Regions from separate parts of the Mus musculus genome. Here regions 1, 2, 4 and 5 are each linked to region 3. Evidence: chromatin contacts called from public Hi-C, HiCAR-type and promoter capture Hi-C data. All regions are on one chromosome and are shown on one strand. Each heading gives the region's core, a stretch centred on a gene start, on an enhancer-like site or on the middle of the called end of the contact. The rest is flanking DNA. Distances are from core to core; before and after follow the strand shown. Region 1 holds the start of Pla2g12a (phospholipase A2, group XIIA). Region 2 holds the start of Egf (epidermal growth factor). Region 3 overlaps Gm36373 (a long non-coding RNA gene). Region 4 holds the start of Casp6 (caspase 6). Region 5 holds the start of Mcub (mitochondrial calcium uniporter dominant negative beta subunit).

Region 1 (4,639 bases), core at 1,174-3,673, 810 kb after region 3:
GTGCCTCCAGGGTCCCCAATGAAGGAACTACAGGAAGGACCCAAGGGGCTGAAGGGGTTTTGCAGCCCCATAGGAGGAACAACAATATGAACCAACCAGTACCCTCAGAGCTCCCAGGGACTAAACCACCAGCCAAAGAAAACACATGGTGGGACTCGTGTCTCCAGCTGCATATGTAGCAGAGGATGGCCTAGTTGGTCATCAATGGGAGGAGAGGCCCTTGGTCCTGTGAAGGCTCGATGCCCCAGTGTAGGGGAAGGCCTGGACCAGGAAGCAGGAGTAGATGGGTTAGGGAGAGGAGGGAGGGGATAGGGGGTTTTGGGAGGGGAAACTAGGAAAGGGGATAACATTTAAAATGTAAATAAAGAAAATATCTAATAAAAAAAATAGAACTTGTGCCTTAGCAAAGTTATCATTTACTCCTTGTTACCCACGACACCCCACTAATACAGCTCACAAAAACAAAATATTGTACAGGAAGAAAATATTCTTTTTGGTGTGTATCGGTGGAAGGTTTTAGGCCTAAGTTTTGGAGGCAAATGGAGATCCCTAGAATGAATTCAATGGAATGTTCTTTATATTATCATAAAGATGGAGGCTATCTGTAGACTTATAAGCTGCAGGGACGTCACAGGTTTACAGGAGAGACTTTTTTAAAATTAAGTTTACCAACTCTGCAATCAGGGTTTCTCACTAAAGTCATGAATTTCCCTATTATTTTCAGCTGGTAGCCTTGGCTAATCTCATAAGAAGCTTGATTTTACAAGTTCTATATCCTAACATTCTGAATTGCCAAACAGAAGCCTCATCCCACCCCTCAAAACACACACACACACACACACACACACACACACACACACACACACACACACAGAATGCTTTAAAATAAAACAAAACACTAAAACAACAAAAAACCCTCACTCAAATCACTGCCTTAAGTGCTGATTTTATGACTATTCACGCTGCCATGAAACAAGTTCTCAGATTCAAACAGAATGTTTAAAAACAATGAAAGGAATGAGCAGACAAACTCTAATATTGACAGAGAATAAGGAAGAGAGGCCAGTGATACCCAAGAAAGCTACAAGGCGGACAAGATGGCTTGTGTCTGTCATCCAAAACCTGGGTGGCCAAGGAACAGGAGTTTAAGGTCAGTCTCAGCTACATACCAACTTCAATGCCAGCATGGGCTACCTGAGACCCTGTCTCAAAAATCAAATCAAGACAAAACTGCAAGTCTTAGATTGTTTTCCAGAAGTTAGGGAACTTTTTCAATGCAGTATACCTCCCTCAAAAACCAAGTACATCAGAAATCTATACAAAAGCCACAATTTATTTTACCTAGCTTTGCAGGTAAACAAACAAAATGGCACTTAACACCAACTGATGGCTTTTAAATTGTCGTTTGGCTTTCTATGTTTAGCTGAACCAATTACATGATGTGTGTGCGCGCGCCTGTGCATGACCGCACGTGCTAAACTCAGTCTGTCCCACTTCCCTCCCACCTTTCCCGCCCCCCACCCCCACCCCGCCCCGTACATCAGAAAGTTCTTAGGCAACTTTGTGCAATGGCGGGGAGAGAGGGCGAGAAGCTCAGATGCAAAGGAGAGCAGAGTGCAGAGCGCGCACTCAGGTGACCTCTCACATTTGTTCCCAGCTTGCTCAATCCCAAGGACAGCACGCTCCAAGCGCTGCTCATTCTTTCCACACCCGAGGACGCAGTCAATGCCTGTCTGGCGTCTGTTCCCCTAATCCCCCTGTCCCGCACTCGTCCTTCCATCCCGCTTCCCTGTCCCCGCCCCCCTGCTCCGCAAGTGTCCCCCGCCCCACAACCTGCCCCACACGTACCCCTCCATCTTCTAGCCCCCCACTTGTGCCCCATCCACCTGCTCCACACTTGTTCATCTACCTGTTCCACACTCCACACACACACATCCCCCTGCCTGGCACCAGTCCCTTTATTTTCTCGCTTCATACCCGTCCCCATCCACTTGCCTGGCTCGGATTCTCGCATTTCCCCCCAACCCCCCAGCCTCCGGGGACTGTCCCGCCTCCAACCCCCTGCCACCCCGCGCCCCCTTGTCGCGGCTCACCGTCGCTGCACTTGTACTGGCAGAGCCCGTCCTCCCCGCCCAGCAGGTCCAGCGCGGCGTTGAGGTACGTGTCTATCTTGTGGATGCCGTTGCGGATGGTCTTGAGGGTGGCCCTCCAGTCGGTGGTCTGGTCCTGTTCCTGCCCACGCGCAGTGGCCAGCAGCAGGAGGAGGAGGAGCGCGGGGCTCCGGGCGGGCGCGGGCCGCGGAGTCACCATCTGCGGGGCCGGCGCGGCGGGGCTGGGCAGCGGCGCGCGCTCCGGCTCCGGCTCAGGCCCCCGGCCTCCTCCGCGCTCGCGAGCTCGCGCCCCGTCACTGAGCTGCGCCGAACGGTGGGCCCGCCCGGGCACGCGCGCCGCTGCCCACAGTGCGCATGCGCCCGAGCGTGGGAGCCTCATTGCCCACGTGGTCTCCGGAACGCTCCCGTAGCTTACGGTCCTGCCTCTATGGAGTCTTAAAAACGCCTTGCCAATGCCCTAGACATAGTCATTGCTTTGGTTCAACACCACAGTGAATTGGTTTTGTTTTGTTTTGTTTGTTTTTTGTATTGTTTTTCAAGACTGGGTCTCTGTGTAGCCCTGGCTGTCCTGGAACTCACCTAGACCAGGTTGGCCTCGAACTCAAGAGATCCGCCTGCTGGGATTAAAGGCGTGCGCCACCGCCTCCCAGCTCCTAGTGAGGTTTGTTTGCTTGCTTGTTTTACAAAGCTCTCCTGTTTACCGAGACACCATAATTTAGAACGACTCCAGTAGCACAGCCTCCCTTGGGCTCCGCAGTCCCAGCCTTTACTGGACAAGGCCTGGGGTCCAGCGTAGAAAACTGTTTGAACACGGGCTGGCCTTGCACCCTACCAAGCCTGGATTTGCCTCCTGGGTTCTTGTGGGAACCCTATGATCAGCCGCAGTCCTAGCAGCGCAGCATGGTCTGGAGGATTGTTGAAGATGGAACTCTGCTCAATCTGCCAGAGCACTTCCTCCATTGCTTCTAATTCTAAGGAAGGAGAAGTTGGCAGTTATCCCTCCTTAAAATTCTAAATACTGTAGAGAAAAAGCTAATCACCGACTAGGCAGAGGAAAGGGAGGCAGGAGTGTGTCTTCCGAAGCGGGACAAATGCGGTAAGGTTACCTGGGACCAGCCCTCAGTTAATTTTTCTGAGACAGAGTCTTGGCCTGTAGCCCAGGCTGCCCTCCAACTTGCCTTGAACACACTATCCTCTCAAGTGCTAGGATCTTGGCGCCAAGCCTCTCTCTTTTCTATTTCTTTACACATTTACATCTTGCTGAATGTATGTCTTTTACCTTAACAATAACCTGTGCTCTGAGGACACGGGTTGCCGCGTGTCTCTCTCTGGGGATTACGTTCTCAAATGCCAGATTCTTTGGCACCTTTTCTCGTCTATTGCACACGGATGCAATAACACGACTGGTTAAACCGGATTCAGTTCCTCACTTCTCTTTATGATCTGCCATCCATGGCCACAGCAGTCACCTCATAATTAAAATAAAATCTCACCATTGCCACAGACTCAGATCCCCCTCCCTGGTACCCTGTCGTCATCAGTTTTGTCCCCAGACACTGTATTTTCTTTCCTTGACCCATCTAGAACCAGGGGCATTCTCCTTCCCCAAGGTGGCTTCTGTCTTCTTCAGTCTCCCTTGGAACAGTCTGGGATCTCCTGTCTTCCATATCTCATGTCAGCCCTCCACCCTCCCCTGCCTCTTCCTCCCTGCCTCCCATTTCAACTTTAATTCTTCAGTGGTTTCAAGTCTTGGGCACGAGGCCACACCCAGCTTGTCCTTTTCTCTGATGCACTATGGGTACCAGGACACGGAGCTGCTCTCCATCCTGTGTGTGGCTGGCCCCTCAAGCTGCAAGGCCTTTGGAAAGCTGCCTGAGAACCTCATCTGTGACTTCATTTTCTTCCCTGTTGCTGTGAGAAAGTACTCTGACAAAAGCAACGCTAAGAGCCAGTGAGAAAGCTCAGCGTTTGCTACATGAGCCTAATAGCCTCTTGGTACCCGAGACCCGCAGTGGAAGGAGAGAAGGGGGTTCCCCCAAGTTGTCCTCAGACGTCTACGTGCACCTACAAACACATCATCATTGTTATCATCGTAGCCGCCAGCAGCCACGGGTTCCTGGGTTCCTGAAAGGAAAGCTGGGGATGGATGGGAAGGACAGTGAGAGAAATTACGAGCCAAGACAAAGTTCTCTGATCAAGGCTCAATCTTTAATGCATGGCACTGAACACATATGGGAAAACCTAAGGACCCATCCCTTTGTTTCAGCTGGGTTCTGTTGCTTGTTTCAGCAGGATTGAGTTGCAAAGTAGGCTCTTCAGCAGCTCAGCAGCGGGCAGGCAGTTCTCAGTTCTCTGGCAGGAAGATGCAAATGTAGCAAGGCCAGACTCCTGGCTCCAGTGTCTGAGGAGGTTTGGAGGATTGGTGGTGCCATTGCCCTATAAATGATACTATGCCAGGTTTTTTATGTAAACACGGTGTTCATTTTCACACCTTCCCTTGTGGAATGTCCTGTAGCTCTTCTTCCTTC
Region 2 (4,662 bases), core at 1,324-3,823, 930 kb after region 3:
TTATACCATTTTAATTACATGCAAGTGTTAAGGAGGAGTAGTAGTACAATGAGGGCTCAAGCAAGACAATAGTTAAGGACAAGCAAGACAATAAACACAAAGCCCCATGATCACTCTGGTGATCACTGTTTCTAAGGATGACCAAGATATCTGAGCCTACTTCTTTGTTCTACCCTAAAACCAAATTCTTACTTCCTTGTCCTTGGCCAATGTCAGGTCCCTGCCTGAGCTTACTTCTTTGTCATGCCCTAATGTCAGATTGCTGCCAAGGGGCCCATTTCCTTGTCCTTGGCCAATGTCATATTCCTGCCCATTTCCTTGTCCTTGGCCAATGTCAGATTCCTGCCAAGCACCCCCAAAGGCTCTCCATATCTCCCCCCTCTTAATTCATAAACAAGGCTGAGCCTGTCTTGGGTTGTTCTGACAACCTAATCGAGGGTCACCCTATTTCAGCTGGCTGTGTTTCCAGTTCTTTTGTTCTGCCGTCTTCTGCTCCCCAGAACACTTGGTGACTGGGATTTGCTAGCTCAAGCTTTCACACTCTTCTTTCTTGTTATTGGAAAGTCAACTACAGCAAGCCCTTGATGCTAAGCACCATGACTCCTGTTTCTCACTGGAGTGCCTTCTGAGTAGAGATGGAAGTAAGAATAAGGAGTTCCTCCGGATGCCCATTGTTGTGGGATAGCTCAGTTTGGTGATTTTGCTATTTGGGTAATTGAGGATAGTGAGACAATTCAGTGGATTGATTTTTACTATCAGCCATCAGTTAAAGCATCAACTCTATCTCTTGTTGATTCCATATCTCTTAGGCAATTCTATTGTGTTCAACACCAATGACATTAGTGCAGGTGACTTGTAATGGGGGAAACAAACGTTTAAATTTTTTTGTTGCAATTATCTATTATTGTGTGTGTGTACTCTGTGTGTGGGTGAATGTTTCCTGTGCGTGAATGGAAATCAGAGGACAACTTACAGGAGTCCGTCTTCTCCTTCCACCATGTAGGTCCCAGTAATTAAACTCAGGTCATTGGCCTTGGCAGCCCTTCCTTTGACCTGCCTGAGCCACCTCACCATCCTTAAAACAAATGTGTTCTAACCAAAAATGACATAACTATTTCCAAATCCAAATAGAACGTGGTTCTGGATTATATCCTGGATATGTTTCTACAAACGCGTTAAATTGCTTTCATGCTGTACTGTGTTCCATCTCCCCTTGCTAACCAGCATCCTTACTGGTCACCATCATCAATACCAGCCAATGCGTTTTGCTGAAGGGGAAGTTCACGGACCATGTTAGTGACAAACCACTCAGCACAGGTTATTTGTAGAACCTCCATTCTTAGTCTTGAGTCTCTGTGAGTCCAGAGAGCAATAAAACGTTGTGTACACTCATCTGCATGTCTTCCGCTGCTCCTTTAGGGCTTGTTTCTCCTTCCACAGGGTCAGAGCTGCCTAGATAAAGAACTGGAATTTGAGAAGCATGATTTTAATCTTCTGTCTTTGAAAATTAGTCAGAACCCAGTTAAATGTGGGCAAAGCTGTTCTGTTCTCTACAAAGGTTTTATACTAGTGCATGTCTTGCTTTTGAGATAATTAATTGCTAGAGCCACATCTTGACTTGAATTCGGAACCCTCAGGGCATCTTCAGGAAAAGCCCATCTCCAGAGCCAAGTAAGCCACCAGAATTCCCATTGTTCATCAAGTCTGCTGAAATGGCTGACCAGAGCTGAGTATTTGGGGATTCTATGTATATTCCTGAAGGAGCAGTGGTTTGGTCTGTGTAGAGGTGCTGAAGGAGACAGCCAGTGGAGAGCCAACTTAATTGTTTTCTATCACTGAGATGTGATAGATGGCCCGAGTTGTCTGAGGATTTCCACTCTACTGTGCTTCCTGGGGCTCCCAGCTTTGACACAATTCCCTTGTATTCTTTTTCCAGTACAGCTCAGTCATAACACTCCACCCCTTTCCCTGTTCTCCTGACCCACGGTGATGTTTTATTACAGGAGTGCTGAAAGAAAAAGTATCTGTCTACATTGTATCTCTTCACTTGGCTACAGGGATTTCCCTTTGGTATGGAAAGAATAATCTTACAAATTCCACTATAAAATATACAGGAGAGAGAACTAAGATTAAGCTCCAGGCATGCGAGCCGCCCTTGACACTTCCTTCAAATAATGAGCTGAAAGCGAGCTCTCCTTGACATCGCTCACATTCATGATCAATGATGATAAATTGTCTGAATTGTTGATGGTGTTACTCACCTTTGATTTAAAAAGTGTGGTTTAATTTTGTCTCTGTTCTTCAAGATCCTCAGACATAAGCAGTACTCAGCAGGTCCCTGGAACCATTAGCTGTGCCACACCCCCAAATTGCTCTTTCCCCCTTCTCTACCCTGAATATTTTTAGTGAGTAGCAGCTATCTCCTCTCTGGCACCCTGCCCTGCCTTCCTGCTTGCTCTGGTGGAATTGCTCTCATGGTGTTTGCAAAGAGGCTTGTCTGCTTGCTCAAGTGTCACTAAAGAAGAGGAGGTGGAGCCAGAAGAGCTTTAAAAAGGAGAGCAGAGTCTCTCTGGGTTCCAAAAGGAGAAGGGATTCCTATCTGTATATAGGGAAGGAATCCTATCTGCATATTTCGTTGTTAGCACCATCCCTCATCCCGGTGGGGCTTGGAACTTTCCATCAATTCTTTCCTGTCTCGTTTCTCTTTCATCCTTTGCCTGGTTGTGCCTGTCTCAGGGAGAAATCAGTCACCTGCAGGCCTTGCAGGGCTCTTAGGCTCTGGGAAATTTGTCATACGGGTGTCAGGTACTTCTTATTGCTGTCCAAAGGGAAAAAAAAAGTGAGACAAAGAACTCTCCCGGAGCCTTTCCGGCTGCACTCAGAGGCTCTCGAGAGGTGCAGAAGGACCTGGAAAGGCAGCTAAATAAAAGATGCCCTGGGGCCGAAGGCCAACCTGGCTGTTGCTCGCCTTCCTGCTGGTGTTTTTAAAGATTAGCATACTCAGCGTCACAGCATGGCAGACCGGGAACTGTCAGCCAGGTCCTCTCGAGAGAAGCGAGAGAAGCGGGACTTGTGCCGGTAAGTAATCCAAGAACAGGAGCCCACCCTGTCCGGGACAATGCCTCTAGGTGTCTGCTCGCTCTACCTTGTACACCTGCGCCTTTCCCCCCTGGTTTGTCGTTGGGTGTGCGTGTTTGCTTAAGTTGTGTGTTCTGAAGTGTGTGTGTTGGTTGATGCTACCAATTACGAAATGTCACCGTTCTCCACTGTTCTGTGCATGACAAAGCCTCACTTAAAACCAGCTGAATGTTTGTTTAACCTCAGTCTTGATTCTGGGGAGATAGTAACACCTAGCTGATCTGCTCTGTATTAGAAACTGGGGGAACATATGGTGGCAGCCGATCTTGTTGTTGAAAAGTCTTCCTTCTGGTTACTTCATAGCAGAAAATGGCAAAAGTCAATGAATGGGTTTTTTTTTTTTTAAACAAAACAAAAACAAAACCAACAAAGCCCAGTGTCAAGTTCAGCCTCTGATCTTCCCTACTCTGAAGCGTTGACCCCGCTCTTGGGTTCTTAGTAACAGGTGCACCGTGACTCTGCAAGCTGAGAAGTGACAAGGAGTAAATGAGCCTCCACTGGGCTCCTACAAACAGCGTTTTCTCCAAGAGGAATCAGGAATTGTTCTGATTGCACACTAGGGCACCTAACACTTGGAAACATTTTCTCACTGTTGATTCTTAACCTGGTGGGGCGGGGGCGGGGGTGGGGTGGGGGCGGGGCTGGGGGTTGGGGGTAGGGGATAGTCCCTAACCTGCTGCTTTGGCGAGGAAGCTACTTCATTTGTGCAAGGGTCCACACTGTCCTGGAAATCCTTTCTTGTCATTTTTTCACTCGTGTGTTTGAGACAGCGTCTCCCTCTGCAGCTCAGACTGTCCGGGGACATGCTGTGCTTCCCCCAGGGCTGGGATTACCTGTGCGTACCACCACGGTTCACTCATTTCTTATCCTCCTGCTCAGTTAAGATAGGGTCTGAGTTCCTAAACAAACAAACAAGCAAGCAAGCAAGCAAGCAAACAAATCAATAAAGTAGATTGACAAGGACATACTGTGTTTTCAGAAGAGAAATCTCTGCAGGGTAGACAGAAGAGAATCATGGGAATGAGAGTGCCAGAGCTCTGCAGCTGCTATGGGGACCTCCAACCAGAGTCGTTCAGAGGAGCTGCGCATAAGGAAATCGGGTGTGCATGCCCATAGGCTCGGAGTGGTACCAGGAACTATCAGTTGCAACCGCAGAGCAAAACTCCAGATTTGAAGAAGTGACTACTAATTCCATGTCTATCCCCAGGACCTAGGGCACTTCCACTTTGCTTAGACTCAGAAAATAATGTCAGAAAAGGGTTAACAAGACAGAACTGACCCCCCTGTGAGCCATTAGCTATTGGAGACAGAAGAGAAAACTTTTGGGCACAGTTGTGTCACATGGACTGGAATGTTACTTGGATGGAGGAGCCCCTGGAATAGTTGGGGAGTGATCAGAGTCAGGTCCTGCTACCTGTGTGGTTAGCGAGGGGTAATGGTGGGAGCCTATCACACAGTTGGTAGCTAGAAGAGATGGACCCATGAGCAGAACTTAAAAAGAGGAAGAAACTGGAGCAACGATGA
Region 3 (4,823 bases), core at 348-2,847:
CTTTAATGTGCTTCATAACCGACTTGTTTGTTTATCTAGACATGAACTACCTGAAATCAGAGGTGCAGCTTAGTGTGTGGGACACAATACACGCTCAATAGCTCTTCAGTACCTGGCTGCATTAAACTCGTCAGGAAAATACACTCAAGAACGGGTTAATTGACTGAGTAGCCCAGGTTAGTTGGCGTCATTTCTACTTTTCCTCTTTGGTGGATTTCTTATTTCTTAGCCCCACCCCGTTTAAGGCTGGCAGTTGAATCTGGGACCCCACAAGCCAGGGAGGTACTCTGCCAGCTTCCTCCATCGTTCTTGAACTGACTCTGAGTACTGGCATCCTTGGTTTGATCCGCACATGCCATTCCTCTGACTTCCTGTAGTTAATCTCAAGGGTTTTCACTGTTTGCTTTATTTCAGTGAGCGCCATTGGTAGAGGGACCAAGGCTATGCAAGCCTCATGGTAAATCAAGCGCATAGTACACACATCACCAGGATAGGGCTTCTTTCTTCATCCAAAATGCTGAGTCACGTAAAGTTTTATTTGACAGTAAACAGGCTTCCAACTAATTGATCGTCATCTGTGTCACTTGCGTTCCATGAACACTTAGTGAATTGACAGTCACCGTGATTTTTGACAGCATTTGTGTTTTGTTCTATTTTGTAACCTGGGTCACTTCTTCTAAAACAAACAGTGCCAGGCTCTGTTTGTCAGTTAATAATCTGGGTCTGTTACTGTTTCATGGATATTGGCAGAAAACTTGAGACTTCTGGGTCAAAGACAAAGGACTTTGTTACAGCGGAGCAAGCAGCGTGGGGACAACACTCGCCAAGCCCCACAGGGTAGTGATAGATGCTGCGCACATGGGTAGCTGGCTCCTAGCTGCAGAACACTGAGTTTAGTGATGTGCTGTTTTATAGTGTGTGGAAGGGAAGGGAGGCAAACCCATACTTTGTCCAAGAGGGACAGTTATCCATCAATGTGGTGGGCTGCAAAGACAGCCCTAAGAAGTGGCCTGGGGAAAGAGCAGCCACGGTGTCACATGCCTGGCAAGAAAGTGCAGGGCTCCTCAGACCCCATAGCTCTGGCCTTTCCCTATTATAGTCAGATAATTGGCTTTGACACTAGTTCACTCTTAGAAGCCAGCCCAGACAGGCTCAAGGCCCTGCTGTGTCCCTTTCTATGTGGGAATTTAAACAAATACTTTCCATTCCCTTCTGTCTTCTCTTCTTTACAGTGGTGCCACCCATCCCATTGATTGGCATAGTGTTGTATGCTGTCCCTCGGCCTACATGAACCGGGTACACCCGGGAGGCAGGCTGGGCTGAAAGACACTTAGACTTCGAGAAAAGATAATGAAGCCAAGACAAAGGTTCTGATCAAGGCCCGAGAGTTTACTAAGAGACCTTGCTTATAAGGGGGAAGCCCCCCTAACCCCCGCCAGTCCATTCTTGGTGCCTGGAGCCATTCTGCCAGCACTTGGTCGCCAGGCTGGTTGCTTATTCAGGAATGCCTCAGGAAGACAGGTTCAACCTCTGTTCCTTCTGCAGGTAGCAGAAGAGCAGGGCAGTTGTCACTTCAAAAGGAGCCAGCCAAGTTGGAAAGCTGCACCGCAGGTGGCTCCACCTCATTGGCGACAAGGTCTGTGCCAGCCCGCTTCAGGCTGGGGGAGGCTACAGCCTAGGATAAAGGAGAAACTGCAATAGGTATAGAGGGCTGACGTTGTCCAGAGTCTTCGTGCACCTATCACCACTGACTTGCTCTGCTTACTGGGCAGTTTACTTGAGTGCCTGTGTTGCTTCTGTCCACGGAAATGAGGGATACTTTGTAACGCACGTTGTCATAGATGCTCAGGGGACTAAGTTTATCTCTTCTAAAGGATTCTGACAGTTGTGAAGTATTCTTTCAAGTGCACGTGATAGGACAGTGAAGATATAAATCCTTGCTTTCATGGAGACTACATTTGAGAAGGGGAGATATACCCCATAGTGTGATGTGGACAAACATGAAGAGAACTGAATCCGGGTGAGGATATGGTGATCAAAAGCTTATACAGGCAAAGTTTTTGTCAAACGCGGTGTGCTCCTGTGGTTTGTCTGAGTCCTAGGAGTGGCCATCGGTGGCTTGAATTAGGAGGAGCTTTACCCCTGGGAAGCTAGGCATGGACAGTTAGGTATGTCATAGGAAATGGAGACACATTCATGCCAAGTTGTGATTTGATGTCACACTTAATGTGGAGCACTTTTAGATCCTTCAAAGGACTCTTCAAGTTGATTGTTTTAAATCCAGGATGTAAGAAGAGATACTGAGAAGGGGGGAAGCTTTGAGTACCTGGCCACAATACTGTTCTCTATGTGACATTTCTCAGGGACGCTGTTCTTCACGGAAAGATGCAAAGAGGCCAAAGAGTTCAGAGCCGTGTAATAGATGAACCATTTGGGCTTCTACTGACATGCTTCCTGTCTGAGAGAAGTGATTACAGTCAAGTGTTAGCATCCAGGGCTCCATACTCTGAATTCTGTAGCTCAGCTGCTCTGCTCTGAATCCATCCACAGAGGTTGAGTAAGCCTAGGGCAGCTCTACAGGGGCTGGCCGGCAGCTTTTATCAAGACTATCAGAGATAGAACACAATAAGCTATGAAAATGACACACACACATACACACACACACACACACACACACACACACACACACACACCAGCAGGACTGGCAGAGATAGTGTTCACAAAAGCTACAAATGCAGAGGGACAGACAGTGGAGGTGACAGCAGAGATGACTAGATAGCCAGTCTACCATGACTACCCTGAGCAACGGCACAGGGCTGACAAGTTGGTTGCTAAGAACACTTCCTCTTCTGTCCTTGGTAGAGTAATCAAGGCAACTTGACCATGCAGGCTGAAAGAGCCCTGTCATCTGGTCTGGATGATGCTGGTCTACACCTGACTGAATTTGTCCTCTACAGTTAGGTCAAGAACAGAAGGGACAACAGTCAGTCTTTCCATGTTCTTTGTTGTAGGTCAGGACAGACACATGAGCCTGGTTCAGAGAGGACTACCCTGGAGGAAGACTGTAGAACCCCCCAGTGACGAGCGGTTACCACGATTGAGCATGCCGGCAGACTTAGGCTTGGGATTTGATTCACAGCCCTGGAAGCTGCTCTGGAGCCCCTTTAAAGGAAAAGGCTGCCTCCAAGACCGCTTTAGACAAGAGAGAGTGTCCAGCTCAGGCTCCTGGCACCGGTTTCTCCTGGCTGCAGAGACCCTTTGTAATTGAACTCACAAGGGAGGAGGAGGGAGCAGGATTGAGCTGTGTTGGCCAGTTCTAGTCTGGAGGAAAAGTGAGGCTGCTTTGTGTTAAGTAGGGAATAAACAGTAGAAACTGATGTATTCGCTTGATATGTCTTCAAATTAGGTACTGCTGAAAGCCGGGGTGACCTAAGTCAGCAGGCACGCTGGGGAAGGGCAGCTGCTTTTCCAGGCCTTTGGCTTCTTCAGCAGTTAGAGGGTCAAGTGTGGCCTCTGAAGTCCCAGTGACAGCAGTCTTGGAGTCAAACGGGAAAGCTTAACAAGAAGGTACCCTGATCACTTTATCCCAACCAGGGACTACCACAGGGAAGAGTTCCTCAGGACAGATCAAATGCCACGAGTATAGAACATTATATAAAGTTGATATATATATAACAAAAATCAAGTTTTCACCAGAGCTTTGAAACAGTGTTCAGGTTCAAGGCCGTCCATGAACAGCTCTCATTTTGAGTTCTGTTGGTGACTAAGGGTCCCAGAAGCAGGAGCAGCAATGCAGAAGTTTTTGGGATTCTGGACCCTGATTTCAGAAAGCAGTTTGTCACTCTTAAAAACACGTTTCTTCCTGTCTGTCTCCTCACTCTCTGCTCAGTGTTCTCACTACTGCTTGTCCACCATTGGGCTTGCTGTATTGTGCTGAGTCAACCTGCAAGTCTGTCTATACTTCTAGACTTGTCTTCAGATTCCAAGCAAGGGCCATGTACTGCGTGTGCCTCCATCACACTGTGCATGGGGGCAAGGAGTTCTCTAAATGTTCACTGAGTGTTGAATGATATATAGCTTAAATGTTTATGCTCACACTGATTGAGAGAGAACTACGAGAACAGAGAGTCACAGTCACAGAACAGCCGGTTTCTTAAGAATTTGCTGAACTCTAAATAGAAATGACCAGTTGTTGATCAACTGGATTTGGGTACCAAACAGAGGCAAAGTCCAATCAAACTGGCATCTGGTAATGTTGTTGACTATCAGAGAAGGAACAGAATCCCATTTGGGTCTCTCAGGTAGTTTAACAGTGAGATTGGCACACAACTGCTGGAGAGCCAGGCTTTCTTGAGTACATCCCTGTGTTCTGCAGGAAAAGAAATTGACAGCACATGATGCTGAGAAGCTGAACAGAGGGGCCATCTCCAGGGGTGATTCAGCAACACTGGAACCCTGTGGGCTGTGGAGGTGCCCTAACCCACAGCAAAGACAGACTTCAAAACCAATATGTAGATTTCTACAGTTTTAGTAACACAACAATTTTGATACACTCGTCTATTCATTTCCGTATTCACTGACATATTCAGCATACACACACACACACACACACACACATATATGGCACTTCTTGCCATAGGGCTGGAGAGATAGTTCAGCTGATAATGTGCTTATGCTGTAAGAACAAGAACATGGAGTTCACCTTCAGAAACCAGGTATAAATGCCATGTGTGGTGCATACTTGTCCCAGTGCTGGGGACATAGAGAGAAGGTCCCGTGGCTCCCTGGCCAGCCAGACTAGCCTAACTGCTGATGTCAGGCCA
Region 4 (4,465 bases), core at 537-3,036, 780 kb after region 3:
TTGCTCAGCCTGCTTTCTTTTAGAGAGAACCCTGGACCACAAGCCCAGTGATGGCCGAACCACAGTGGGCTGGGCCCTCCCACACTGATCACTAACTAAGAGAAAGCCTTACAGGCTTGCCTACAGCCTGATCTTATTGGGCACTTTCTTAACTGAGGCTCCCTCTTCCCAGATGACTTTAGTTTGTGTCAAGTTGACATAAGACTACCCAGCACAACACGGATGCAGGCTTCTCAAGAGAGTCTTGCCTTAGCAAGGGTTCAAAAGCAACGTACCCCAGACTGGCCTCAAATTCACATTCCTTTTGCCGCAGTCTTCAGAGCCTGGCTCACAGCAAAGCAGCTTCAAAGCGTATATGGCACAGCATTTCCCCAAGAGCTGTTCTGTGTTATCTACGCTGACCTTGAACCTGAGACTTTCCGGCCTTGGCCTCTTTTGTAGCAGAGATTAAGATAGCCTATAGGAGGGTTAGAAATGTGTGGTCTCCTCTGTTCTGGTTCTCAAAACTGTACACAGCATTAATCGTCAGTCTTGGCCATGTCTCACTTCTCCTTTACTGTTCGACCCTACAGTAAGCATGGCCTCTGAGCTCCTTAGTTTAATTTGTATAAAATCACTCACCTCTTTTTCTCTTTATGGTACCCTCCAGATAAAGCTATCAGCCACTGTAATTGATTGCATGGGACGGTAGATACTTTATCTTACTACTTCCAAAGCTCAAGAACACAGAACAGGGCCAGTCCTGCCTAAGGTCGGAACCGAAAGCCCGGCACTGGTGGATTACAAAGTCTGTACTACATGTCACCAGGCATTCCACTAAAGGTCACTTTCCAAACTAGTGACCTTCATGAGAATCTACCCATATTCCCTGTCAACCATCTACTTAATAACCTGTAAGAAGTAACTCACCTCCCTAGAACATACTCTGGAAAGGGCACATACACATAGAACTGAACAGGAGAGGAAAGGAATCAAACAAAAGGGTGAGCGGCACGGTGCCCTCCCCCAACCTGGCTTCCCACCCCTCACTACTCATCCCTAAACTGGAGATGACCACTAGACCCTGTGTGTCCAATAGGACCACTCCTGGTAGGACCATGGGGACTTTTACAGTTTTCCTCTGGAATAAGGACAGAAGTTCTGAAATAAAGGCCGTCTCTGATAGACCTTAAAGATTTTTCAGGCTTGACGTCGGTTTTGATAGGCGACAGGAAGCCTGTTCTGAGGGAAGCAAGAACTAGCAGTTTATCACTGTGTGGAGAAAAGTTATTTGGGGCTAACGCGTAGACAGCAACAGGTTTGCTGGCTGCAGAAGACACTGTGGCGGAGGTGCTCGCCCAGGTCTGGCCTTGGTTAGGGGTCTTGAGCCCGGTTACCGCAGGCCTGTGCCCCAAGCCTTGGTCCGCCTCCTCTTCCCACTTTTCAGACAGACGCGAGCAACAAAAACAGGATTCAACTTGCAGAGCCAAGTTCTCCACTACACAGTGCAAGCGCCGCCCTCTAAAGTTTAAACAGCCGGGAAGCAGCGGACGTGAGGACAAAAGCGCTCGGCGGGGTTAGCCTGAGCAAAATACCGCTGCTACGTCCTTCACTGCACAGCGCCGCAAGCCCACTTCTGTCAGTCCTAGCAGTCCCCGGAGGCCACCACCCTTCTCTGCCCCGTGCCCCACGCACGCACGGGTGTCCGCACTTACCTGCCCGCGAGCTCCCACCGGTGTCCTAGCCCTGAGGCCTCCGCTCGTCCACCCGTTTCCTGCCAGCCCCGCCCCGCCTCCTGCCCCGCCCCAGGATCCGCCTCTGCCTCCCCAAGCAACTGGGCCCTTTGTCACCCAGGCAACGCCAGGACGCCACTGCGTCTTCCTCCTGCACAGAGCCTGGCTGTGTGTAAGCATATGTGTATGTGTAAGTGTTGGGGAAGAGGGCACTGCCCGGGGAGCAAGTAGGGCAACTTCACGTCCAGGGTGGTGAACTCAGTGTTGCCGTCCCCGCCCGACAATCGCTCTTCGCCACTTCATCTAGTGCTCAGTTTAGTGTAGAGAGCTTACTCTACAGTCAGAGGGCTTTTTTCCTCATGTTTTTGTTGTTGTTGTTGCTGCTGCTGTTTGGACAGGGCTTTAGACAAAACAAAACGGAGGCAACTCCTGGACTTTCTTCCCACCCCCCAACCCCCTCTCCTCCCTCCTTCCTTCCCTGAGTCTCCTGTAGCTGAGGTCCTGACCTTGATCCTTCAGCCCCCACACTCAGTGCTGTGATAACTGTCTTTGTGCCACTGCACCCAGGACTCTCGCATGCTAGCCTAGCACTCTACCAATTCCTGGATGTTTAAGTCTGGCTTATAAAAGTAGGGGTAGTTTGGCAGTGCATGCATAAATTCTAAGAACGACAGTCTATCTGTAGGTGATGGTGACCATGGCCTTTCCTGTCATATTGTGCCTACTGTGTGCCACCTTGTCATTTAAAAGCAAGCAACTATAGATGATAAAAATTATGTTAAGGTGTTACCAGCTGACTGAGGAGTCTTTTATTACACTACTTAATCATGCGTATATGTGTAGGAAGTGTGTGTGTGTGCATGTGTGTAGGAAGTGTGTGTGTGTGCATGTGTGTACATAAGGGAGGTTCTTTAACAGGGCAGGGCGGGCTCACACATGCGTAGTCTCATGCCTGCTGCAGCAGGCTTTGGGCATCTGCAGGTATCTTTGCACAGCCTTTGGCCTTCACTAGTCTCAATGTCACCATTTCTATTAAAATAAGACAGTGGAAGTCTTGCTGTGTCTTGCTTACTGAATAAACCTTTTTCCTTGCCCCGAAAACATGTCCGAAATTAATTGGGCCCCTCTTGATGGCAAGTAAAGAGGGTTAGGCTTAGTAATATTCAATTGTCTTAATAATGATTTTCTCTGTCATTACGACATGGCATTTCAAGCTTTCCCTCCAGTGGTGGTGACCAGTTAAACCTGCACTCAGAACCGTGCCTTTCATGGGGGAAGCTCAGGGAAAATGGCTGGGAGTTGCTCTCCGTTCTCTTGTTTGGGGAAACAGTGTGGTCTATTTTTATTTTTATTTTTTTACTTATTTAGGTCTCATCATCCCCAGCCCAGCTGCCTAGACCTAGCAGAGAGTGAACTTCAGGGTGTCGACCACCGTCCTGGTTTGAATGGCTTGTCTGACTCCCAAGACTGCCTATGCTTTGGATATGACTTTCATTATTTATCTGAGTCCTGACAATGCATCTCTATCTCACTATATAGGAGCAGGATCCTCGACTGGCTGGCCTTCCACAAATTTGAAAGGAGCAGATAAAAGGGACTGCTTTTCATGCTTTAGTACCTTCTTATCTCAAAACATTGTTATTACTTCTTTCCCCTTTTGATACATGATCTTCCTATATAACTCACACTGGCCTTGAACTTGTGATTATCCTGCCTCACCTTCCAAGTACAAGGATTAAAGATAGGCACAATCACACCTTCCTTATTGTTTCACTTACACACACACACACCCCACACACACACACCTGCACGGTTATTTATGCACATGTTTCCATGTGCCCATAGAGTCCTGAGAAGAAGGACCTTAGAGCAGGAGTTAGAGGTGGCTGTGAGCTGCCCAATTAAACCCACTACAGGGCAGCAAGTATATCTTCTGAGCCATCTCTCCAGACTCCATTAATTTTATAGTCTATGTAATTAAAGGGATTTCATTATTTTGTGCTGTTTTATTTTAATTATTTATTTTGAGGTAGGTCTCCCTTTGTAGCCCAGTCCAGCCTCTAACCCATTATCCTGCCTCAGCCTCCAGAGTGCTGGAGGTATAGCGTGCACATCTAACTGTAATTATGGATTTTGAGGTAACATTTCATCTAACTTGACATTCAATAAATTTTTCATTGGTGGTTTGCAGCCTATTCCTATAACAAATGCCTTAGACAAAGCAACTGAAAAAGAAAAATGTTTACAAAATAAAGCTTAGCTTCAGGGGCTTGGTCTCTGTGGTGGTTTGAATAGACTTGGCTCCCAGGGACTCTATGTGTTTGAATGCCTTAGCCCATAAAAGCAGCACCATTGGGAGGCGTGGCTTTGTGGAAGTGGGTGTGGCTTTGTTGGAGAAAGAGTTGCTAACTGTGGGGAGGAGCTTTGAGGTCTCCTGTGCTCAAGCTATAACCAGCTTGACACACAGCCTCCTTTGCTCCCTGCAGATCTACATATAGAACTTTCCTCCCTCCTCCAGCACCATGTCTGCCTGCACGCCGCCATGCTTCCTGCCTTGGCGATAAAGGACTAAACCTTTGAAACTGTAAGGCAGCCCCAGCTAAATGTTTTTCTTTATAACAGTTGCTCTGATAGCTGGGTGTGGTAGCAGATCTCTGGGAGTTCAAGGCCAGCCTAGTTTACAAAGGAAGCCCAGAATAGCCAGGGCTCTGGGACACAGAGAAACCCTGTCTTGAAACATAAACCAACAAGAA
Region 5 (4,675 bases), core at 422-2,921, 710 kb after region 3:
GGTCCTATAAGAAAGCAGGCTGAGCAAGCCATGGAGAGCAAGCCAGCAGGCAGCACCCCTTCATGGTCTCTGCATCAGCTCCTGCCTACAGGTTTACATCTGTCTGAATTTCTGTCCTGACTTCCTACAATAATGGACTACAATTAGGAAGTATAACACCCCCGCGCCCACCCCACCCCCCAAAAAAAAAAAACCCTTTCCTTCTCAACTTGCTTTTGGTCATGTTGTTTTATTGCAACAATAGAAACCCTAACTAAGAAAATTGTGTAGGTGACTTTCTTTTTCTTTTTTTAAATTTTGGGACAGATTCTCACTATGTAGCCTCGACTGGCTTGGAACCTATTATAGAGTCCCGGCTGGCCTTGAACTTACAAACTAAGGTCCTCTTGTTTCTGCCTCCTGATTACTGGAATTAAAGTGCATCATTACCACTGACCTGGAGAAGCCTTCTATTGGATCTAAGGTTGTAACACCAGAGCAGGGAAACGCAATGGTGCCTCCGCAGCTAGCTTACCAACCAGCCAAACACTGGGATTACATGGCTAGAGGGGCGGGCGGGGGTGGGGGTGGGGCGGGGGATAGTGTACCAATCACAGCAAAACTCTCACACAGATGGTTTGTGTTCACACCAAAGACAACAACTGTAACTTTTGAGCTGCCAGGTAAAATGCTTCTCTTCTGGGCTGGTTAGAAATAGTGACAGGGCATGTGATAGCAAAACCGCCCTGTGTAAACTGAAACACTCCAGGCTGGGGCTGTAACCTTGGGAGCTTTGATCACCATCCTGTAGTTTCCTCAAGGCATCTGTGCTGCGCTCAGAATGGCAGAGTGTTTGACTGACAGTCCTTTGGCTCGAGGCAGCCAGGAATCAGGGGAAGCCTAACAGCTGCCAATTAGGAAGCCAAATTGCCTCCCCACCCCCACATGTTTGCCATTTACAGGAAAGCGAGCGTCGAGCATTGAGCATTGAGAGTGCTTACAATGCGAGCCTACAGAACTGATCGTTAACGCTAATAGCGGTTTTAACAGTGATTTCGCAATGCTTAACTCCTGCCCCTCGGGGAGCAGGGTCCTTTCATGTGCCCCCCAAAGAGAAGCAAGCTTTGCTGTGGAAGAAAATTTCCCAGTGTCTGGACTTGGGCCAGCCTGTAATGAACTACAAATCTCTGGAGCATCTAGAGTCCTGGGCTGACTTTGCCAGTGATCTGAGGCCCAGGAGAGGCTCATCCCAAGCCTTGGAGCCCACCTGGAGGTGGAGCTTTGGCAAACTCATTTTTCTTCCTCTTTCCAGCCGGGCAAAGGAGCGCAATTTCCAGGGACCTTTCAGCTCCCAGCTCCCAGTCCTTTCCTCAGAGCCCTGGAGTTTTGGTTCATGTTGTGGCAGGGTTTGGGGTAGCTCAGAGTGTACTCCAACTTTTTAGTGGATGGTGGCCTTGAACTCCCAATCATCGGCCTGCGTTCCCAAATCTGAGGTCCCAAGCAAGCCTCACTACTTCCGGTCCTGGCTTCTGTTGGGTTTTGACATCAACAGCTGCATGGTGTGAGTCCAGCTCCTCTTTCCTTTCTCAAGACGTATGTGAGGGAGCCAGGAAGAAGTTCGCCACTCGTTTGCGCTTTTTTAAAGAGAGAGAAAAAAAAATGTTTCTTTTTTTGTCGGAGGAAAAATACCCAGCCTGGAGCCCGGGTGTGCACCAAGCGAAGTCAAAGCGGGGACACACCCTCCTGTCGCCGCCCCAGTCGGCGGGGCGGGCAGAGCCCACAGCGGGCTGGGCTATAGCAGCCGGATGAGGATGCGTCGTTAATGCCAGGAGCTCTGTCCGGCAGGAGGATGCTCCCGAGCGGGCTATGTCTGGGTCGGTGGCAGCTGCTGCGGACGATCCGAGCCCGCGGCCGCGGGGATCCCAGGGAGCTGCCATCCACACCCCAGGTAAGGCGCGGCGCAGGCTCGGGAGCCTCGGGTGGAAAGTTTGCGTTGGGCAAGTTCGGCAGGAGTGAAAGCAGTTCCCTGCGTGCTGCTCCGCACCCCGACAGGTGGTGGCCGCGGGCGACTTGTCCCGGGGCTGTGGGGGAGACAGGCCAGGAGCGGCCAGCGCGGGGCGCATCTCCCGGGAGCGCAGCCCGCTGACCCCACCGCTGTGTCCTGCGGTCTGTAGTCGCCGGGGTGGAGGGGAGGCCGCGAGAGCTTGGTGGGCTGTGTCATCGGAGGGTGGCTGTCATCGGGGTGGGCTGTAACCTGGGATGCTGTCTTCCAGGGTGGACTGGCCCAGGACCCTGTCTTGCCCCTCCTCCAAACCCGGAGCCCCTCCCTTTCGTTACATGTAAACCCGAGTCAGTGGTGAATCAGAAGTGTGTGCTGTAACAGTTAGGCGGGCACAGTTTGTGTCATGGCCTGTGTGGAACCTCGAGGAGGAGGGAAGAGGTGTGGATGGGCACAGAAAAGGAAGAAGAGCGGGAACGTGCTGAGTTTACTAGCTTCATGATACAAAGGGGGCCAGGGGAAAGGGACCCGAGGCTGCTTGGGGCTGGGACTGGAGCTGAGTCTGCCCACACCTCAATTACTGGGTTAGCTTTCAGACTGCTAAAGGGAGAGCGATATATGAACATATTTACTATCTCTCACTGCAGTGAGAACGGAGCTGTGTCAGCTCCATCGCTTTCAGTTCCTGTATCTTTCCGGCTCGACTGCCCCAGTGCCCCAATCCTTGGATTCTGCCCCCCAAGTATAGTCTTAATGCCCCAGAATTTACACCGATAAAAGAAATATTTCAATGCTTAAAGGAACACTTTTGTTAAATGTTTGAAAGCAAGCAGAAACGTCCATTTTGACACTTCTACCTAAGGCAAACTCCTTAAAACTTATTGTGGGCAAACTCAGTGAAGTGGTTTCAGAAAAGTTCTCTAAAAATAGTACTTTAAGGTTTACCTCTCAGAGACAAAGGCATTCCGAACACTCTTAACTACTCACTCCTTTCTTTGCCTCACACCACAGAAACACAGTGATAATTAAACAGTGCTGACTAGAAAGCTCATTTGACAATTTCGAAGTGTTGAGAATGGAGCCAAACAACGAGGCTCTATTAGGCCACACCCACCTACCACTAGGTCTCTCCCATTTAAATACCTGGAGTAAATACCTGGATGAAATACCGGATCCCAGAATAAAGCCAAGCCTGCGGGGCTGCATCTCTGTGCAGCTTTGGATTCTCTACCCCCTAAGAGTTTCAGCTACAGCTGCTGGACCATTTTCTGTGAATCAGATCTCCCCACTGTAGGGACATTTCCTTCTCTAAGATCTTATTGCTTTCCATATGAGATGCCCTGTGGCTAAAGGCCAACATCCTTGTTATATCTTCCCCACCCCCCAAAAAAATCCCACCATCCAAAGCCTGTGAAAAAGCTAGGGGTAGGGTAGAAAAGAAAGGAAGCAAAGGAAGAAAAAAGTGGTTTTCTCATAAAATCCTAGCTTGCAAGGACTTGTTATAAGACACATATTTAATAAGCAACAATAATTAGTCTTTTCTGAAATTATAGGTCTGCATTTAATAACTTTGAAAACTATATGGTTCTCATCCTTTTTGTGGTAGGTGAGTAATTGGCTGTGTTTCATGTATGGGAAAAAAACCCACAGTTTGTTGACATGATACGTTTAATATAGCAGAATCGTTTATTAAAGAACATCTCTTGTCTGAAGCAAAAAACAAATGGGTATATTGCATTATCTTTGGCCTGGCCTGGAATCCATGATCATCATGTCTGGTGACACGATTATCATTTCTGGAGACTGCACATCTGCCTCCAGCGCTAGGTGGTTGTCAGGGTGATCGGAGGCTCCTGCTGGTGCGTGTGGACACTGCTTTGAGCGATTACAGTGCCTGGTGAGTTATATCCAAACAAAAAGCTCTTGCCTAGTTGTGCCTTTCGTAATTTGGGTTTTCTGCTGCTTAGATCGAAACACTCCCAGATAGGATTTTGTGTTCCCAAAACATTGTTTAAAGCCCCAACACAAGCTGTTTAACAATTTTTTTAAAAGGCAAGCGTATTTTTGCTAAGAAACTCAAGGGTCAAGTTTGCTTTGTTCTTTTAACTTCCAGAAACAAAGCATTTGGGTGTTTCAGATCCTTCATGGTGTTAACTTTGAAGTCTTGGTTTCCTGTATGGGATTTAATGAGCACACTGTTCTTGTTCGCCATGTCTCCTCGCCCTGGGGTTCTGCGCTCTGCAATTCTGCCTTCAGAGCTCTGTCTTGGAGAGCAAGTGGTTGTAGCAGTAGCTGATGCTTTGATCTCAAAGTGGTTCTAGATCAGCTTGTCTGTTAAATACTAAAAGTCACCGTCTCCCTAGTTTGTAGGAATTGGTGCTTTTTAAGAAAAGATGTCACTTATGGCAGGCATGGTGGTGCTCGCCTTTAATCCCAGCACTCGGGAGGCAGAGGCAGGTGGATTTCTGAGTTCAAGGCCAGCCTGGTCTACAAAGTGAGTTCCAGGACAGCCAGGGCTATACAGAGAAAACCTGTCCCGAAAAACCAAAAAAAAAAAAAAAAAAAAAAGATGTCACTTGCTATTTATTGCAACTAAGTGATATTTGTGCAACTAAGTGTAGCAGACTACAGTAGGAAGTCATTCTGTATCCCAGCAGATAAGATCTGTCAACGAGACAGTGAACTGGAAAGCCTGGG

The links. Promoter capture Hi-C pulls out the DNA fragments that hold promoters and counts their contacts. Hi-C and Micro-C count contacts between places; a contact is called where the count stands out from the background. HiCAR-type assays count read pairs that join an accessible place to other places.
Region 1: a Hi-C map of liver shows a contact between it and region 3, with 2.3 times the contacts expected there. The contact joins the promoter of Pla2g12a here to the enhancer-like site in region 3. A contact is called at or near these places in 3 of 39 promoter capture datasets (the C10 cell line and embryonic stem cells), 9 of 484 Hi-C or Micro-C datasets (B cells, the G1E-ER4 cell line, bone marrow-derived macrophages and 2 more), 14 of 115 datasets of contacts at active chromatin or transcription factors (bone marrow-derived macrophages, differentiating embryonic stem cells, double positive thymocytes and 10 more) and 3 of 9 other capture datasets (adipose tissue, embryonic stem cells and macrophages).
Region 2: a promoter capture Hi-C map of liver shows a contact between it and region 3, with 2.1 times the contacts expected there. The contact joins the promoter of Egf here to the enhancer-like site in region 3. A contact is called at or near these places in 8 of 39 promoter capture datasets (the C10 cell line, cranial neural crest, embryonic stem cells and 4 more) and 1 of 115 datasets of contacts at active chromatin or transcription factors (embryonic stem cells).
Region 4: a HiCAR-type map of kidney shows a contact between it and region 3, with 5 times the contacts expected there. The contact joins the promoter of Casp6 here to the enhancer-like site in region 3. A contact is called at or near these places in 19 of 39 promoter capture datasets (the 3T3-L1 cell line, 3T3-L1-derived adipocytes, the C10 cell line and 12 more), 42 of 484 Hi-C or Micro-C datasets (the AML12 cell line, B cells, CD4 T cells and 30 more), 22 of 115 datasets of contacts at active chromatin or transcription factors (bone marrow-derived macrophages, cardiomyocytes, craniofacial prominence and 15 more) and 1 of 9 other capture datasets (embryonic stem cells).
Region 5: a contact with region 3 is called in a promoter capture Hi-C map of liver, with 2.5 times the contacts expected there. The contact joins the promoter of Mcub here to the enhancer-like site in region 3. A contact is called at or near these places in 8 of 39 promoter capture datasets (cranial neural crest, embryonic stem cells, hippocampal neurons and 4 more), 7 of 484 Hi-C or Micro-C datasets (Th1 cells, cerebellar granule neurons, cerebral cortex and 4 more), 12 of 115 datasets of contacts at active chromatin or transcription factors (bone marrow-derived macrophages, cardiomyocytes, craniofacial prominence and 6 more) and 2 of 9 other capture datasets (adipose tissue and embryonic stem cells).

The regions. Positions count from the first base shown.
Region 1 is chr3:129,876,390-129,881,028 of GRCm38.p6, reverse strand. It overlaps Pla2g12a (phospholipase A2, group XIIA), which reads right to left and starts at 2,423. Exons shown (of 4, transcript NM_023196.4): 1 at 2,094-2,423. The coding sequence starts at 2,310.
Region 2 is chr3:129,753,233-129,757,894 of GRCm38.p6, reverse strand. It overlaps Egf (epidermal growth factor), which reads left to right and starts at 2,573. Exons shown (of 24, transcript NM_010113.4): 1 at 2,573-3,078. The coding sequence starts at 2,931. 6330410L21Rik (RIKEN cDNA 6330410L21 gene) reads right to left here and starts at 4,137. Exons shown (of 5, transcript NR_040589.1): 1 at 3,972-4,137; 2 at 2,262-3,433; 3 at 1,306-1,464.
Region 3 is chr3:130,680,830-130,685,652 of GRCm38.p6, reverse strand. The region is part of intron 1 of Gm36373 (a long non-coding RNA gene); the gene reads left to right. Among named protein-coding and RNA genes, the nearest start is that of Gm36373, 9.4 kb to the left of the region's middle. Within about 2 kb of position 1,597, at least 11 of the 459 cell types and tissues checked have an H3K27ac peak or open chromatin away from gene starts, as enhancers often do. A contact at or near this core is called in hepatocytes, kidney and liver, where this site is marked.
Region 4 is chr3:129,898,736-129,903,200 of GRCm38.p6, reverse strand. It overlaps Casp6 (caspase 6), which reads right to left and starts at 1,786. Exons shown (of 7, transcript NM_009811.4): 1 at 1,695-1,786. It overlaps Gm46825 (a long non-coding RNA gene), which reads left to right and starts at 1,770. Exons shown (of 3, transcript XR_001783989.2): 1 at 1,770-1,884; 2 at 3,081-4,296.
Region 5 is chr3:129,967,202-129,971,876 of GRCm38.p6, reverse strand. Mcub (mitochondrial calcium uniporter dominant negative beta subunit) reads left to right here and starts at 1,671. Exons shown (of 8, transcript NM_025779.3): 1 at 1,671-1,927. The coding sequence starts at 1,802.